Linked DNA regions of Mus musculus: region 1 is linked to region 2. A link is a contact called in public promoter capture Hi-C data. All regions are on one chromosome and are shown on one strand. The core of a region is the stretch at or near the end of the contact, and the rest is flanking DNA. Distances in the headings are between cores, read along the strand shown. Region 1 overlaps Rnf24 (ring finger protein 24). Region 2 overlaps 1700037H04Rik (RIKEN cDNA 1700037H04 gene).

Region 1 (3,260 bases), core at 396-2,895, 160 kb after region 2:
ACCTCTCATCTTCCTGCCATGACCTCTTGAATGGCTGTGATTCCCCATGCTCTGTTTAGGTGGTGCTGAAGACTGGACGCGGGTCTTTGTGCATGCTTAGCAGACACTCTTCTAAGTTCCACTTCCAGCTATACTTCTGAGAGTAGAGCAATACTTTCCTTTTCTTGAAGACATAGATAAATTCGGTAGAAGCAATAACCTCATATTCAGTAAAGTAGTTTTGGCTGATGAGAATTGTAGTTCATACAAGATTAAATATAAAGTAAATTTTATTTTGGAAGTTTGATTATTATATGCCAATGTCCTCAGAAAATTTTTACCTAAATCTGTTTTGGGTGTGTGGTAACAAACATCAGCTGAAATGAACGGAACATTGAAAAAATTCTATCAAAAAATAAAAATTTCATAATACACATCATTAAAAAAATTTTGGAGGCTGGAGAGATTTCAGTTGTTAAGAACACTGACTTCCTTTTCAGAGGACCCAGGTTCAATTCTCAGCACCCACATGGCAGCTCACACCCTCTGTAACTCCAGTCTCAGAGGATCTGACTCTCTCATGCCTTCTTTAGGCCTAAGGACACCAGGCAAACACACAGTGTGCCGACAAACATGCAGGGAAAACACCTGTACATGTAAAATATTTTTTAAAAAATTTTAAGATTAATTTATTTTATGTATATAAGTATACTGTAGCTGTCTTCAGACACACCTGAAGAGGGCATTGGATCCCATTATAAATGGTTGTGAGCCACCCTGTGGTTGTTGGGAATTGAACTCAAGACCTCTAGAAGAGCTCTTAACCACTGTGCCATCTCTTCACAGCCTCTACTTATGTTTATCTTTTTTTTTTTGTTTTTGTTTTTGTTTTTCGACAGGGTTTCTCTATATAGCCCTGGCTGTCCTGGAACTCACTCTGTAGACCAGGCTGGCCTCGAACTCAGAAATCAGCCTGCCTCTGCCCAGCTTATGTTTATCTTAAAGGGGAAAATCAGAGAAGTTAAATTTGGTTAAAATGTTTAAATTCTAGATGTTTAACATTCAAATAGAAAATGATTTAAGGGGGCTGGAGAGATGGCTCAGCAGTTAAGAGCACTGACTGTTCTACTAGAGGTTCTGAGTTCAACTCCCAGCACCCACGTGGTGGCTCACAACCATCTGTAATGGGATCTGGGGGACAGTATATCACATACATAAAATAAATAAATAAATCTTTAGGAAAGATTTAAGGGAAATCGCATTTTCATAAATCACAAAGCAAGCTGCTGTCCACCCAGAGGATGATGTGCTAAAATCTTACGCATCTCAGGACTAGGTTACCTTTCACCTCACCTCACCTCACCTCACCTCACCTCACCTCACCTCACCTCACCTCACCTCACCTCACCAGTTCTCCGTGAATTCTACCTATTAAATGACCATCAAGGCCAGTTTTACTCTATAGTTAACTTATACCCAAACGTCTTGTAGATACTTAAGATTATGACAGGACTGAGACAGGCGACTTATTCATTTAGAAACTTCAGCATTCATCTGTGCTAGGCCCACATGGCAGACGCCAGAGGCCACAGTAGTCATGCACGGTGCACAATGAGTTCCCCTCAAACACTTCCACACAGTCAAACAGAAGGACACACAACTCTAAAATGTGACCTCAGAGTCAGCAGAGCCAAAGAAGCCACCTCTCTTACTGTCTCAGAGAAGCTAAGGACATCAACAATGTCATGTTTGGGGCCAAAATTAAGGGAAATCTAGGACCACTATTTGATTATGTTAGCAGTAAAATATTAATAGATGATACATGGAAGTATAAACTACTGTTTTTGCTTCAAGAAAAGGTAGCGTCTATCAGCATGGCAACACAGGCCTGTTAGCACTTGGAAGGCCGTGATGGGGATTGCATCATGTTCAGACCAGCCTGGACTACAAAATAGGTCCCAGGTCAACCCTGGGCATTTAGTAAGATCCTGCTTAAAACAACAAAACATGCCAACACCAACAAAGCAAGCTGGGGTGATCAAAAACATGTGGGTGAAAGGCTGCTGACCCAAGGGCAAGAGTGAACACAGGAACACAGCTGGCTCCTCTGGGCAGCCCCTATTGTTCATAAAAGAGGAGACCCACACAGTGGGATATGCACTCCATTAAGTCAGTGGTGACTTGAAGTGTTACAGATGACAACATTTTTCTTCGACAAATACTGGCTGAAATTCCGTCATCTTATCCTATCACCTAAATTTTCTATAGCTTCAAATAAAAGATCACATTAGAAAATCAAATTGCTCTATTCTGTGGTATAAACTGACAAAGGAAAAGCGAAGATGAACCCATAGTAAGAGAATTCCAGCCTAAACTATGAATGGAACTCAGTCTCAAAGTTTATTGAAAAGCACAGTAAAAGCTACTTGTAATTCAATTTCTCACCTGTTTGTAGGCATAAAATTCTTTGTGTGCTTGATGTCTCAGCCTAAAAGACACAAATGAATGGTGAGATATTGAGATTTTGGAGAGAGTTCCCACTGAACCATGGGATAGTACCCACTCTTAAGTTCTAGAGAAATCTCATTGAAATAAGAATCTCAATACATCAAACATTGTAATGAAGATAAAGATTTTTCATGTTAAGCAAAGTCTTAGTTCAATAGTTAATTTGTCTCATTCTTCTTAATTAAAAAAATTAATACACAAATTCAATAAAGTGCAAAAAACTAAGTACATAGTTCAGAAATGTAAAAAATGCATCTGCAGGAATAATTCTCATCTACATCAAGATATAGGTTCTTCCGAGGATCCCTGAAGCTTCTAAGTGACCTTTCCCAGTCAGTGTCCACCCTTAGAACTGCCCAATTGGCCAAATGTAGGTTAGCTGTGCTTGCTTTAAGATTCACATCCATGGGTCGCTTGGTGCATTCTCCTTTGTATTTGGTTTCTTCCAATCCAGAGTCCCTAACGGATATTCTTTTTGTATCCAGTTTCAGAAATGTCTGCTTAGCCAAAGATTAAGAGGATAATTCTCTCCCGAAAAACCAAAAATGAATGAATGAATGAATGAATGAATAAAGGATAATTCTCCTGAAGTCAATGTCTGGAGACAAACATGATATCCCAGCACTTGGAGACAGTGGTAAAGGGATCAAAAGTTTAAGGTCATTCTTGGCTACAGAGAATTTGAGGCCAGCCTGGGCTACATAAGACAGTCTCAAGACAATGCCCCACATTCTGAAAAATCACGTTTTATTTTATCTACTACATTAAGGGCT
Region 2 (3,125 bases), core at 515-3,014:
GGTAGGCCCGAGTTAGAGCGTGCTGGCTGCATGCTGGCACCACACAAGGTTTATTCCACAGGGACCTCTCCCTGGCATTAGCTGGGGATTCGGGGAAAGACCCTGCCAGCTTCAAGAATCTATTGAAGCCGGTCTCATGTCTCCCTCCTCTAACCAGACCTGCCCTAACCCTAACTCACCCATGACCCGCGCCTGCACCGTCACACGCACACAGGTGCCTATGTCACCCTCGCAGGCCAGGAGCATCTCCTCTTTGAGAACACCTTCTTTGTGTGCCGAGTACTCACACTTGATGCTGTAACCTGTTGGAGGACAGGGATGGATAGGCAATCAGTATCTCCTACAGCTCCTCCATACTGTCCCCAGCATGCACAGTCCCCAGATGGTCCCTTCAGAGACCCACCCTACAGAGCTGGTACAGGACTTAAGAAACTCCCCATCCTTTCAAATAAGGCCAATGTGCCCCTGGCCTGAGAACTCAGTGTGGCTCTAAAGGTGGAAGACAGGATCTAATTCATCCTTCTAAGGTCCCACTAGTGCCACACAAGATGGCAGGAAGGGGGTGATGGAGATCAAGGAGAGGCTGTCAGAGTGGGTTTTGAACAGATGGGGTGGAGAGAAAGGAACGTCCGCTAAACAGCAAGTGATTAGGAAGCAGAAGTGGGGATGTGGAATTGAAGCCAGTGCTCGGCTTCATACCCTTGAAACTGGCGCCCTAGTCTCCGTCAGGCTGGTGACCAGGAGTCGGGGCAGCACCAGGAGCCAGCCGGAGAAGCAGCATAGAACCCAATGCCTGGATGGAACGTTCTAGATATCAGCCACCCAAAGCGCCTACAGCTCCTGCCTTTTTATCCAGGAAGATGAGAGGGAAGGCTGGAAGCCCAAAGGCAGTTCCTCAGTGGCTCCCATCTCTGGGACATCTCCACTGAAGGTACCATCAGACAGTGAAGAGGTATGCAAACCTGGAGTGTATGTCAATGGAATGGATTTTCTGTCCAAAAATGGACGCCTGGGGCTGGAACTGCCATGCTCCCACACTGGAAACTCAAGGAGGTGCCAAGCCCCTGACTTTTACTGAGCAGCCTGATCACCCTAGCTAGGGAAAGGGCAAAGAAACACATGCTCTCCTCCCTCCTACTCCCAGCAGGCCCCCGCAGCCCAGGAGGGGACCTACCTTCAGAGGTGGGTGTGACGCTGAGCAGCTTGAGGTGCAAGCTGTGGACAGGGGTCTCACGGATGTCCTTGCTCAGTCTGCGCACTGGAGGCAGAGTGAAGGTAATCTCATACCTGTGCAGGATCTTCAGGAAGCCAACCTGCAGCAACAGGGGAGGAGGGAGAAGCACCTTCACTGGGGCTCCTCTAGGGCATCAGGGCGGCCGCCTGGGCTCCTGGTGGGCCCCAGCACCTGCCTCCCTGGAAGCCCAACGCTTGCTACTCTCCAGCTGTTCCAGGCCTTTCAACAATCCCTTCCCCTTAAGGCTCAAGGCCCAAGTGATTTCTGTTGTCCAGATACACTGCCTGGCAACCAATGCTGTCCCTGTGGGACAGGGGCCTTGGGAAATTTTTTGTGTGAAGGGTCACGCCCCAGTGTCTGTCTCAGAGACCCCATAGGCCTCAGTTTTATAGATAAGAATATGGAAGTCAGGAAGTGACTGCCTAGAGGTCACATTGTAAACAATAGAAAAGTCCTTCCTAGACCTCCTGGTCACTCCTGTCCTGTGTAGTACTCAGTAAGAAACCAGTCACAGCCAGGGAGGGGAAGCGTCACTCCAGCACCTATCCAGATCAAGCAGGCCAGGAAGGAATGCTGGTGACTTCATGACTTGATAGATGGCATGGGATTGAAGAGAAAACAGAACTGGAGAACTGGACATTAGGGTTTGGGGAATGGCTCAGTGGTAGACTATGTATTCAACACGTATGAGTCACTGGTTTTGATACCAAGAACCAACCAAACTAACTAACTACAACAACAACAAAAAAACCACTAAACTAGCTGTGGGAGCCCCCAGCAAGTCAAAAGCCAAATATTAACTAAACCTGTGATCCTGTCTGCCGACATGTGGTAATGGATGTGTGCCCACCTGCACACTCAGTGGTGCCATGTGATCAGTGACCTCTGCTCATGGCCCAAGTCATTTCTGTCATCCAGATACACTGCCTGGCAAACCGATGCTGTCCCTCTGGGACAGAGGCCTTGGGAACTTTTTGGTGTGAAGGGTCAGAATCTGAAATGCTTCTGAGAAGAGTGTCCTTCTGAAAGCTTTCTGAGGCAGGCGAGGTAGCTCTCGTCTACTCCCAGCATGGAGACCAAGGCAACAGGACTGCTACAGGTTGAAGAGCAGTGTGAGCTACCCAGTGAGCCGGGGCCAGAGCTCAGTTGGTAGAGTGCCTGTCTAGCATGCATGGCCCTGGGTTTGCTCCCATCACCAAATCAAATCAGGCCTAGTGGGCCATACCTGTAATCCCAGCACTCTGGAGGCAGGGGCAGAGGGATGGGAAGCCCAAGGTCATCCTTGGCTACACAGCCAGTTCAAGGACAGCTTGGAGTACATGAGACCCTGTCTTAAAAAAAGCAAAACAACACTTTAAAAAAAAAACAATTGGGTTTCTTTTTACTGGCTTACCACATGCTGTAGTGCTGTGCAGGTCAGATGATAATTTGCAGTAGCTGGCTCTATCCTCCCACCAAGTAGGTTCTGGGACCAAACTTAGGTAGCCAGGCTGGGCGAGTACCTTTACCTGCTAAGCCATGTCAATGGTCCTCAAAAGCTTATCAGGTCTACTGAGCGGGCACAGTGGGCGAAATGGTACTCACCACTGACTTGACAATTTGAATCTGGTCCTCAGAACCTACTCAAAAGAAGGGGTGGGCTGACTTTCGAAAGATGTCCACACCTCCATATGTATGCTATAGCACACGTCCCCCAAAATAAATAAATGTAAAAAGGCCGGGCAGTGGTGGTGCACGCCTTTAATCCCAGGACTCTGGGGGCAGAGGCAGGCGGATCTCTGAGTCCAAGGCCAGCCTGGTCTACAGAGTGAATTCCAGGATGGCCAAGGGATACATAGAGAAACCCTGTCTCTATAGTAGGTAGATTAGATAGATAGATAGATAGATAGAT

What was found. Capture Hi-C pulls out chosen DNA fragments and counts their contacts.
Region 1: a contact with region 2 is called in a promoter capture Hi-C map of adipose tissue. The contact joins two enhancer-like sites. A contact is called at or near these places in 1 of 39 promoter capture datasets (pre-B cells), 2 of 115 datasets of contacts at active chromatin or transcription factors (bone marrow-derived macrophages and memory CD8 T cells) and 3 of 9 other capture datasets (adipose tissue, liver and pancreatic islet).

The regions. Positions count from the first base shown.
Region 1 is chr2:131,306,051-131,309,310 of GRCm38.p6, forward strand. Rnf24 (ring finger protein 24) reads right to left here. Exons shown (of 6, transcript NM_178607.4): 3 at 2,425-2,467. Among named protein-coding and RNA genes, the nearest start is that of Mir103-2, 20 kb to the left of the region's middle. Within about 2 kb of position 1,646, at least 8 of the 459 cell types and tissues checked have an H3K27ac peak or open chromatin away from gene starts, as enhancers often do. A contact at or near this core is called in adipose tissue, where this site is marked.
Region 2 is chr2:131,146,982-131,150,106 of GRCm38.p6, forward strand. It overlaps 1700037H04Rik (RIKEN cDNA 1700037H04 gene), which reads right to left. Exons shown (of 6, transcript NM_026091.3): 4 at 1,175-1,313; 5 at 180-302. Among named protein-coding and RNA genes, the nearest start is that of Gm14232, 8.8 kb to the right of the region's middle. Within about 2 kb of position 1,765, at least 16 of the 459 cell types and tissues checked have an H3K27ac peak or open chromatin away from gene starts, as enhancers often do. A contact at or near this core is called in adipose tissue, where this site is marked.